2 separate regions of the Danio rerio genome follow, and region 1 is linked to region 2. A link is a contact called in public HiCAR-type data. All regions are on one chromosome and are shown on one strand. The core of a region is the stretch at or near the end of the contact, and the rest is flanking DNA. Distances in the headings are between cores, read along the strand shown.

Region 1 (6,126 bases), core at 3,125-5,624, 41 kb before region 2:
ATTTCTGTGTTTCACACACAAGTGCAAAGAGCTGCTTGATATTCTGAGGAAAACATAAATAAATATGGGTGTTTAATGAGGTAAAATGAGTGAAATGGGAATCCATAAACAAGGATTATATATTTAAAACCATGATAGGATACACAAACTAATTTATTTATTATTAAATATAAAAATCAGATGGCATAACAGTAAACACACAATTTAAATAAATATTGAAAGGCATCACATAACTGAATCTAAAAATTCCTAATAATTCCGATATACAATTAATTATTAATTAAAAAATGTAAATTATATAAAATTATTTTACTGCATTGGGGGTTTTCATTTCATCGAGATCATTTTAAAAAGTAAATATAAAGGAGAAGATTGAAATAATCAACATTTATGTATGTTTTGTAGCCAATTATATGATGATATTAATGTATACATTTTCAAAGTTAATGTCATCAATATTGTTTTACGAAATCCGTCGTAAAGTCATTAACAAATGCAACGGCGTCGGTAAAAGGTTTGAGATGAAACACGAGAAGAAAACAAGGTAAATGTCACCTGAAAAAAAACGGAATATTTTGTTCTTCATCATTTCCAAGCTGTAAATGTATTAAATTAAATCATATCTGACAAGAGCCCATAGCTAAAGCACCCAATAGCGCCATATATTGACATAAAGAGACAAAAACAACAGCACTTACTGGAAATTTACTGTCATAAACCAGAGTTTTCACCGCTCCTCTTTTCTGCTCCACTTTCTCAAGAATCTCTGCCGCTTTTAAATAAAGTGCCATGACGATTAAACACCGGTACTTTATAAAGCAAACTTAATACAACTCAATCTAGCGCATTTAACACGTCAATTTCGAGTGATCTCAAGTAGTAAATGCATTACCCACGTTTTCATATTTGCCTGGTTACTTTTCGCAGCGTTTTTGCGACACCACAGATCGTCTTACGATAACTACAATACTAATGAATCTCCACACGGGTGAGCCAAAGACGCATTTACACAAAACTCTCATCCTTTATTCAAGAGGGCCAAACGTGTTTATCTGATTCAGATATGTGCTTAGAGGTAAACACACATACATATATGCTATTATAGAAGTCTTCAGTGTAAGCTATGTACGCTTGATGTTTATTTTATTTCGACTTTAACACACAGACGATCGCTGTCACTCCTCATATAAATCTGAATTGCTAATGATGAAGACACTCAATTGAAACTCATCGAACAATTGCTTTGATTTGGGGGGGAAATCCTGTTTTAAGATACACTTTAAGACAAGACAACAGCCATTTGCAGTTTCGGTTTCGCTAGACTTTAAGTAGGCCTGATGGGATTTTCAAATTGAGGCCTATTGTATGTTTTGTGATGACTTTTGTTGTAAATAAGGCCATCAGCATGGTCTTGATTAATAAATAGCTGTTCCTCAAAACATTAGTGTATATTATTGGACATTTACTCGAATAATCAAGTAAATTCAACTAACTTTACATTTTAACTCACAGTGCAGAAAATATCAAATCATTTTACTGTAAATTAATGCAGCTCAAGCTTTCACAGCTTATGTTTAACCTCAAATGAATCTATTTTTCAGACGTGGTTCGTCTACTACTTCATATTGCAATTTTTTAAATATTCTGCTATTTTATTGCTTTAGACACTGTTTACCATGGTGCACTGAGGTTTATAACAAATCCTAAATCCCTCACTCATTATTTTGTGTTGTACACTCAGGTAGGATGGTCTGCTTTGTCCACTCTAAGGCTCAAGTATTTGTATATCTTTGTTTATAAATCTATTCTGGGTTTACTCCCCTCATATCTCCATACTTACATTTGTAAAAACCTGTCTCTAGCTATAGCCTTCAGGAAGTTTCTTTATTGTCTGTACTAGTGGTGCATACTGAAATGGGAAAAGAGCTTAAATGTGCATCACCTTTTGCTCTGAATAACTTCCAGACAAAGTTGCAGTTTAAAGAGTTGGTTTCACTATATGCTTTTAAATAGATTTTAAATGATTTGGAGTTTGAAGCATGGGCCTGTAGCTGTAACTGTTATCGTTTTAATGGATAAATTATGTTACCTGTTATTTGTTTTTGTTTGTTTGTTAAACCAACACGATTTGTATACTGCCTAATCTTGGTCAGGACGCTCTTGTAAAAGAGATTTTTAATCTCATTGTGCTTTACCCGGTAAAATAAAGGTTCTAATAATAATAATAAAAGCACACAAATATGCAATTTGATGCAGATGTTGCAATTTATATAGCCACAAATCAGTGAAATTCTACATATAGCCAAAACAAATGAAAATCTACTGTATTATTTAGATTTTTATAACAATATAGGCTAATTTCATAAAATAAATGGTGGTTTAAGGTTTAAGGTGGTTTAAATTTAAGGTGATATTTAGATGCACCAATTTCATTATCAAATCTTCATAGCTTTTATTGTTTGGGTAAAACATTTAATGAGGATTAAAATTTAGCTGTTCCTTAAAACAATATAATATAATGTAATAAATTATTTTTTAATGATATAAAGGTGACATGGTGGCTCAGTGGTTAGCACTGTTGCCTCACAGCAAGAAGGTCACTGATTCAAGCCTCAGCTGGGTCTGTTGACGTTCCTGTGTGTATGTTCTCCCCATGTTGGCGTGGGTTTCCTCCGGGTTCTCCAGTTTCCCCCACAGTCCAAAGACATGCGCTATAGGTGAATTGGGTAAACATAATTTTCAGTAGTGTATGAGTGAATGTGAGTGTGTATGGGTGTTTCCAAGTTCTGGGTTTCAGCTGGAAGGCCATCCGCTGTGTAAAACACATGGTTGCTGGATAAGCTAGCGGTTCTTTCCACTGTGGCAACCCCTGATTAACAAAGTGACTGAGCTGAAAAGAAAATTAATGAATGAAAACTGATAATGCATGTATGTGTGTGTGAATGCGAGAGTGTATGGGTGTTTCCCAGTTATGGTTTGCAGCTGGAAGGCCATCCGTTGTGTGAAACATATGCTGGATAAGTTAGCGGTTCATTCCTCTGTGGCGATCCCTGATTATTAAAGGGATTAAGCTGAAAATGAATGAATGAATGAATGAATGAAAATTGACCGTAGTGTATGAGTGTGTGTGTGAATGCGAGTGTGTATGGGTGTTTCCCAGTACTGGGTTGCGGCTGGAAGGGCATCCGCTGTGTAAAACATATGCTGGAATAGTTGGCAATTCATTCCACTGTGGTGACCCCTGATAAATTAAAGGACTGAGCCGGAAGAAAATGAATAATATAATTTAATAGTAAAGCTAAGTTGCTTAAGTTCAGGAAACATTACAGTTTCCAAAAAAACAATGTTATTTTTACACTGAATTGATAATAATCACTAAGATTCCACAACAAAAAGACACGTGAGCCACAAGGTGGACATTTATAGACATTTTACTTGCTAAAAATGATAACCTATCAATCATTCAACACGAGACGTGTAAAAGATTGCACACAACTGGTTGCTCAGCCATATTTGATAATGCTGATAAATTAGACGCATAGATGTCAATCACAATAACACAAACATTCCCATGAGTACACCTGCTCAGCTTTTTAAAATCCTAGAAGGAAAGATTTGCCATTTATTTAAGATGTATGATAATTTGCTGAGTCATAATGGATCTAAAAACTATTCATCGTGATTCGTGACTCACTTATGTGGACTTGAGAACGCTGTGGTGATTTATTTTAAAGGTCTAATAGACGTAAACTCAGTCAGATCAGTGTAAAATGAGTAAACGGTACCCTAAAGCTACAACTAAACTATTGTGTTCATTCATACTTGAACCTCCGGCTAATATAAACCTGAATATGTAAGACTATTTTCCTTTTTTCTCTTCGTTTTTTTGGCCTTTGTTGTTGTTAACATTCCAAACAACTCTTTTAGCCATATCACAAAACCAGCACAGTGTTGAGTAATCCCAGAGAACTTGTGTATTTCTTTAGGGGGGGTTAAGAGACTATCCGAACATCATGGAGATCTCAGGTTATAAAGGTGTTGGGTGAAAACCAGCATTCCACAAGCTTGGATAACCGCGTCCAATATAATTCCCAGGCTTTGTGAGCAGAAAGCTGAGATGTTTGTAACTTCTGGCGCTGTATTAGATGTAGTCGAGTTGAAAAAAGTGGATAAACAGGGTGTCAGCGATGCCCTTTAGCATATAAACAGACATAAGTGTCGTCAGGACTAGATTAGGCAATTGATTCTGCTACTTTTGTGTGTGTGTGTGTGTGTGTGTGTGTAGGCGTAGGTGTGTTCTTGGCACAGGAAGTTATGTCATTAGGCTCCTCCTTTCTCTTACCTGAGCTGAGGGGTAGAGCCAGACAGACACAAGCTCTCAGTACAGACAGGGAGAAGAAAAAAACAAGGAACAGCAGTTCACAACCTGCTAGTCTTTCACACACACAAACCTTTTTTTATTTTATGTGAAAAACAGAACCGTACAGGATCTTACTTCACAGTTTGGAAAATGGACGTCCCAGAGAATTCCCCAGGGATTATGGGGCTTCTGAAAACTTTTGACGCTTCAGAGTTTGGGAGTTGGGAAAAGATTGGCTCCGGCGGCTTCGGACAGGTGTACAAAGTACGACACATGCAGTGGAAAACATGGCTGGCCATCAAATGCCCTCCCAGCCTTCATTCTGATGACAAGTGAGTACATTTAGTTCATTATATCTTTCTTTTTAGCGTCTAGAAGTGTGTTTAAAGTGTGTGTGTGTTTGATAAACACAATCATGTGAAGGGCAAGTGAAGTTTGTTTGTGTTAATGCTGTACTGCAGATAAGAGTTTGCTTTGAAACAATCATGAGTTGGTGTGTTTTTCTTTGGGGTAAAGTTGGTTTTATATTCCCACAATCAGACTTTCACCTTCTGAACATAAGTACAGTTAAGTAATGTTTGCAAATTCTAAAATATAGACTATCAAAGTACTATGTTGTGCTACCATGTTGTGTTTGAAGTCATACATGCATGAGATTTCAGAACCAATATTCTGTATATAGCTTAATAAACAATATATGGGCAAGTTATCACTGAAAGAATGTGCGAATATAAAACCAACTTTACCTCAGTGTGTTTTTCATGGATTTTAAGTGTAAAATGACTTTTGTTTGTGTCATATGAGATGTACAGTGCTCAGCATGTATAAGTACAGCCCTCACAAATCTTTTAAATTCATAGTTTTAATAGGAAGCTGTACAATATTATAGTTGTGCATATACATTAGATTAGTCAGTACTGAAGCCAAATCTGGAGGTTATCTAACTAAATAACTTACTATAACGGTCCAAAAACTAGTACACTCAAATTTATATGTTATATAAAAAATATTCAATACAAATAAAAAAAAGAGGAAAAATCAAGAGAAGCAAAAAATTATAAAAAATTAGTTGAAATTTTAATTAAATTTTTTTTTGCACTTTAAAAACAAATATTGGTGTTTAACAAGACCATACATCGTAGTATAGAATACAACATAGGAAAAATCACAGACTGTCTTAGTTTTCTTATTTTTCCACTATCCCCCCAAAATAAAATATATAACATTTATGAATTATAAACAAACATATCCTCTGATAGAAAGAGAAAAATAAAATTAAAAGATATTCTTCAAAAATAATAATAAATGAGCAAGTCTGCAATAAAACAGTAAAATTAATTATTTAATAAATTAATAAATATTGAAAAGTTTGCATTGAGTCGTCAATATATCCTCTTTCCAATTAAATACTGTATATTAGAACTGATATCAACTGAACAGGGTAAGCCTTTGATATAGTCTAAAATATTGTTCCAGGTCTTGTAAAAAGATTTGAGAGATCCTGCAAGTAAACATTTTAATTTCGCAAGTCTCAAAGATTTTTCAGATCCACATGTCATGTGATGGAGGAAGTACCTGTTCCCATTTGATAAGAGTGGCTCGTCTAGCTAAAAGAGTAAAAAAAAAAAAAGTTAAAATTTTGTAGTTTGTAGTTATTTTTGCATTATTTTGCTTACATTAATTTGTATAATCTTTCACTTTCTAAACATGTTTGATGACTAAAGTATTATTTTAATAAATAAATCTGTTTAATAAAGCTGTTTCGT
Region 2 (6,542 bases), core at 1,445-3,944:
GGCCGTGGAGGGCACTTGAGTAATATCATCAGTCAGGAAGTGAAGATGGCTGATTTTTAAAGAAATCAGATCTTAAACGCGGCGATTTAGTATGGGACGACAGTTCACCGGAAGCCTTTGAGCTGGCTGACCGAAAATTAAAAGTCAGAAGTCAGTGTGCACTTTAAACCCACCACTTTTCGAGCTTCATGTGTCCCCTCAAATGGTATTTACACTGAATATTTTGAAATGTTGCAGTATCCTATCTGTCCACAGGTCGGTGCTCAAGCTCTGTTTATGGCCAATTTTAGATAATAATAAATTCAGCTGTGAAACCTCAACTATAACAAACAAGAATACACACATAAAACACACATACATGACCAAATTTAAAAAAAATATTATAATAAAAAGTAGTAGATTATAACTTAATATATAACAAGCAGTAAAGCTATGAGCAGTGGAAAGACACGCTAATCAATAAAATAGCATAATTAGCATAAAATTAGCAAATGAGCGCTTCATTAATACCGTACGTCACATATTTTACCAGGGATTTAAGAAGAAAGTCAGTATATCTGAGAATGTAGAAGTGACTGTATTTGTTTTTTGTCAATGAAAAGAGTCTGTCTTTCTTGTAAATGTGCTCTTAATAGCAGTGCTGGATTATTTGCCAGAATGACTCTGTTCTGCACATGAATTTTGGCACGAGGCTCTCAGACAATCTGTCTATGAGATGCCAAATGAGGCCCATGGAAACTGGCACACGATGAAAGCAAAAGCAGAAGCCATTTCTTTTTATATCAATGATTGCTGAGAATAATGGGGTCCTCGGCAGAATAGCGAATGCATTCATGGAGGCACGTGCAGCTCTGATGTTTTCAAGTTATGTAAGAATGAATGATGGAGGAAAGGAGAAAGCGATGGAAATGGTTTGCTCAGTGATGGAGAGAGAGAGAGAGAGAGAGAGAGAGAGAGAGAGAGAGAGAGAGAGAGAGAGAATTTCCCCTCTGGAATTCCCCGCATGCGCAAATGATGCAGGCGTTATGATGGTTTTTTCTGTCGTAAATGAGTGAGCAGGCTGCATAGATGTGAAATCAAATAATTAAGTCGCGACGTGGCCTACAGAGGTTGGTTAGGGAAATGGACAGAGAAATAACAATAAGAAATAACAAATACATTTCTGTGGACGGGGGTTTTAGAAATGGAGATAAAATAAAAATCAAAGCAAAATAAGGTAGACTCCCTATAAAATCAATTTAAATAAATAAATAAATAAATAAATAAATAAATAAATAAATAAATAAATGCAGTTAAGGTAAAATAAAACCACAAACTCCACACAAAATGCAAGGTTTGGGAAAAATAAAATAAATATATATTAGTTAATTATTAAGATACTGGTTTAGTGGTTTGATAAATAAATAATTAATTAAATAAATAAATATTATTTAAATAAATAAATAAATAAACAAATAAATGTAGTTTAGGTAAAAAAATGAAAAAAATGAATTAATAAGATACTGCTTTAGTGGTTTGGTAAATAAATAAATAAATCAACCAATAAAGAGGACAAGCAAAATATATTTATAAAATATAAAATCAAGTAATTTAACACACTCAGTAACATCCCTTATGCTGTTTGGAAAATGTGAGGGAATTTAAAGATTAAATTAAATTAAATCACAATGGGCAGCACAGTGGCTCAGTGGTTAGCACTGTCACCTCACAGCAAGAAGGTTGCTGGTTCGAGTCTCGGCTGGGTCACTTGGCATTTCTGTGTGGAGTCTGTATGTTGGTGTTCGCGTGGCGTGGGTTTCCTCCTGGTGCTTCGGATAGGACTATATGCACTATAGGTGAATTGAATAAACTAAACTGACAGTGGTGTATGTGTGTGAATAAGTGTGTATGGGTGTTTTCCAGTAATGGGTTGCAGCTGGAAGGGCATCCGCTGTGTAAAACATATAAGGATAAGCTGGCGGTTCATTACACTGACCAGTGATAAATAAATAGACTAAGCCAAAGGAAAATTAATTAACTAATTTAATCACAACTTTGACCGAGGACAGATGGTTTTGAAAAGGTAGCCTATATGAACTGAAATAAAAGAAAATAATAAAGAAAATCTGAATCAGAAATGCTAGTTAATAGGTAATATGTTGTGTAACATAATGTATATTTCAGACAGAACGTTTCTTTATTTTTTTCTCCAGCCAAGGAAAATAGTTTCAAAAGAAACTCAAGCATCGAACTTGGCATAAAAACTAAAGGCATAAAAGGCGATCTGAAGCTGCAAAAGTGGAGCGGAGCCATTGAGATTTGCCATCCCACTTCATATCACTCGCAGACGCGGGTCTAATATTCATAACACAGAAGCGCTCTTTAAATGTATAAATATGTGTGCCCATTTCTTATTTTCTCGTAAACTCCGTGCATGAATAAACTCAACGAAGTCGGGTATGGAATTAACAAATACTAAATATCGACACACACACATAAAAAATATTAAACTCCCCTCATAAAAGTAATGAATCATACGCAAATGTTACCCTCACCCATCCTAGCCAATCCATTCTGATAACCTCGCCAACCGCTCGCTAATAATCCCAAAGCCAACGAGAGGCCCGCACACATAGCACGTGACCAAACACAGCAGCGTCACTAGAGTGGCTTTATTCCCGACTGATAGCGCAGTCTTTGTCGTTGCTGTACTTGTAGCTGCTTGCCGTCCGCTTCAACAACAACACCCGCCGCTCCACCAGCGTGGCTTTACCCCTAAGGTCAACCAATATCCCCGTTTTTACCTGGATTGTCTCGAAAATTCTTCTGACAACGTAACGAATAAGGTAATAAACACCATTAACACCTGTCTGTGCCGTCTGCCTTTCGAGAAGGTGCCGCTTTCTGGGGATTTTTTATTGTGAGATATCGTTAGCTAGATAACGGATCTAACGTACGCTTGTGTTTCGATTGATGCTGTGTATCATAACACTAAATGTCTTGAAAACTAGTATTTAAAGTCTTTTGTCGTATAACGAGGGTTTAAAACGGGTTTGGTCAACAGGTATATCATATGAGTGTTTTAGTACTAAAAATAATCAAGCTTTATCCGCGTTAATCTGATTATCGTAACGTTACACCGCTTTTCTAGACAAATAAAGTTCACGTTTGTACATGAAACTGATATTAAATACAGCAAACATTGGTTTTAGATCGTATTTATTATCTGTTTGTCAAATGTACATACAAAGCTTAGGTTTTGATTATCTAAAATATTTTTGTTTAATTCAATTGATAAGTTCATTAGTACAGTTACATAATAATAACAACTAATTGATACATTAATAATAAATGATAGCAATAACTATGTTTTAGAGACTTTATATACCAACTAGTTATCTAAAATAAATATTCCCACAGGCTGTAGCTCATAAATAGGCAGCTTTTGTAGTCAACATTGACACGTGCAGCACTTTTGAGCTGACTATGCAGCACATTACAGTAGGTTTGACACACACAACTGCAGTGTCTTTGTCCTCATATTGTAATTCAGTGTAAAGACTTTAATAATCAGAAGAAGTTCAACATGAGCCCACGCTTGACACCGCTTTGAACTGTTCTGTGTTTCATCTCTGGTACAAACACAAAGAGCTAGAAAGAAATGTTTGAACAAAAGAAAACTGATCTTCAATCTTCTTGGCTTGTTTGGACCTGTTGGGGAGAAAAAGAGAAAGATTTGTTTATACAGGCTTCCCACAGTCAGTTAAAATACCAGGGCAAGGTCATGGTAATAACTATAACAGTGATGTTAATGATGAAGAAAAACGCGTTTCAGTACATTTGGTGGTTGAATCAAATAAGCTCTACAAGTCATTTATACAGTTTTTATACTAGCAAGAATAAAGTGTAATCATGTTGATATCAGTGCAAATAAATGCCTTTAAAGTTGTTGAACATACTGTAACTGTGAAGTAAAGTAACCGTTTGTGAGTGAACCATTATCAATTTACTAAATTTAGACAAATCCCAAGATATCTGCAACGTGATCTGATGATCATTTGTGAGTTTAAATTATCAGATCCTTTATAAAGTCTTTATCCATATTTTGCAAAGGATTAGACCGATCATAAAAAATGACATGCATAACATAATAATTATTCATCTAAATACATCCATCCATCCATCCATACATACATGTATGCGTGTTTATAAAATAAAAATAAATAAATGTGTGTGTATGTATATGTGTGTGTGTATATAATATATATATATATATATATATATATATATATATATATATATATATATATATATATATAATGTGTGTGTGTGTGTGTGTGTGTGTGTGTATATATGTGTGTGTGTGTGCGTATGTATGTATGTATGTATGTATATATATATTGGTGTGTGCTTGTGTGTATATATGTATGTGTATATTAGGGCTGCACAATATATTGTTTGAACATCTATATCGCAATATTTGTGTCCACAATAGTCGCACCGTAAGATATGCAATGTTGGGTTGGAATTATAGATGAACCACAGGTCAAAACATGAGATTTGTGGAGACACTGCAGAATATAGGCATAATAGAGTGAAAGGTAAATATTGCTTGTGTTTTTAAGGCCTGTGACTATGCAAGCATTTTGAGAGAGTTCAAAGTATTTTAATAGTGCATAAAGAAGTTTAGAAAAAGATTAATTTATATTACAATGTCAACATTACAATGTCAAATTTTCCAATATTGTGCAGCCCTATATGTCTATAATTAAAATCCCCTCTATTTAAAGATCATATTGCAGCCCCAAAATTCTAATTAATTATAATTTAAAATATTTAAATATTCTTCAAACTTCTAGATTTAACAATGTGTTGTTTTTTTAAATTTATCATGAATATAAATATGAGCACTTACTCTTTATATATATATATATATATATATATATATATATATATATATATTAGTAAGTGTACTTTTTTATTTTTACCTATATATCGTTGGGCGAGGCAGTGGCGCAGTAGGTAGTGCTGTCGCCTCACAGCAAGAAGGTTGCTGGGTCGCTGGTTTGAACCTCGGCGTTTCTGTGTGGAGTTTGCATGTTCTCCCTGCCTACGTGTGGGTTTCCTCCGGGTGCTCCGGTTTCCCCCACAGTCCAAAGATATGCGGTACAGGTGAATTGGGTAGGCTAAATTGTCCGTAGTGTATGAGTGTGTGTGGATGTGTGTGGATGTTTCCCAGAGATGGGTTGCGGCTGTAAGGGCAACCGCTGTGTTAAAACTTGCTGGATAAGTTGGCGGTTCATTCCGCTGTGGCGACCCCGAATTATTAAAGGGACTAAGCCGACAAGAAAATGTATATATCGTTATTTTGTATGATGATAAATCATTGTTTTTTAATATTTACTTTTCACAAAGCTCTTAATGATGAAATGTCAGTCGATCTGTACTTATATTCCATTCCATTGTATAAATAAGATATGTTTTTTCCTAGAATTGTTCACAGTGTGATTATGAAATAGTTTTACACAACAGCAGTGGTTTGGCTGTGACGGACAGAGTCCTGATTATCTCCAGATTGTTACTGATTTTGGCCACTCAACAGGCTGTGACATTCTGGACAGGGGCTTTATGTAAGGCTTGAGCAAAGGTAATTTAGTTGTGTAAACACCAGACACTAAAATCCTCTGGCTTCACAGGAATCCATTCAGCTCTCATGTTGTAAAACTGTCCATTATAAACTGCAGAAGCACAGCAGCATCCAACGCCTGTTGTGCACAGCATGTTTTCTCATCTGTCTTGTTAATCTGATTGTGTCTTTGCGTGTTTCTTTTTCTCTTATCTTGATGATGCGTTATGTTTATATAGGACAAACATTATCACAACATTCTTTCTTATCGGCTTTACTTAAATGTTAAATCAAATGTGTACAGAGATGTTAGGGTTGAAATGTTATCTATACTGTATGTGATGAATGATTATACAAAGTTTATAATAATAAACAATTGTACATAATTAATAAAGGGCAGTTCACCATCAGCAAGTTCCAAAGCTATTTTTTGTCTTCTGTTGAACACAAAAGACAATTTTTTAAATACTGTTGAAAACCCACAACCCTTTACATCCATAGTAGCTTGTTTTTGATTAAGGGATGTCTATGGTGACTGGTTTTCAACATTCTTCAAAGTAGCTTATTTGGGGTTAAACAGAAGGGAAAAACACGATTCTTATAGTGTAGTAAATGTAAGTGAATAAAACATTTTTGGGTGACTATCCTTTTAATTAATGTGTCATTTTTTTATGGGTACTAAAATTGAAAAACCTGTTTGCATTTAGATTTTCCTATTAAGCAAGTTTTCTCTTACAGCAACATGGCCTGAAAATGACTTATAACTCACTGGAAAGTTAAAATGAATAGGCGATTGCAAAATTATAGAAACTGGAAAATTAAAGGCATAGTTCAGCCAAAAATTCTTTCATCATTACTCAAATTTACCATTTTTTTCTGTTGAACATAAAAGATGATATTTTAAATACTGTTGGAAACTCGCACCCGTCCACATCTA

Evidence for each region. HiCAR-type assays count read pairs that join an accessible place to other places.
Region 1: a HiCAR-type map of caudal fin shows a contact between it and region 2, with 4 times the contacts expected there. The contact joins the promoter of ripk4 here to the promoter of zgc:110006 in region 2. A contact is called at or near these places in 4 of 18 Hi-C or Micro-C datasets (caudal fin, gastrula embryo, hematopoietic stem cells and 1 more) and 1 of 4 datasets of contacts at active chromatin or transcription factors (caudal fin).

Annotation. Positions count from the first base shown.
Region 1 is chr10:40,163,842-40,169,967 of GRCz12tu, reverse strand. ripk4 (receptor-interacting serine-threonine kinase 4) reads left to right here and starts at 4,374. Exons shown (of 8, transcript NM_213078.1): 1 at 4,374-4,692. The coding sequence starts at 4,511. It overlaps nsun5 (NOP2/Sun RNA methyltransferase 5), which reads right to left and starts at 884. Exons shown (of 10, transcript NM_213285.1): 1 at 699-884; 2 at 1-43. The coding sequence starts at 791.
Region 2 is chr10:40,120,851-40,127,392 of GRCz12tu, reverse strand. zgc:110006 reads left to right here and starts at 2,694. Exons shown (of 5, transcript NM_001020552.1): 1 at 2,694-2,825.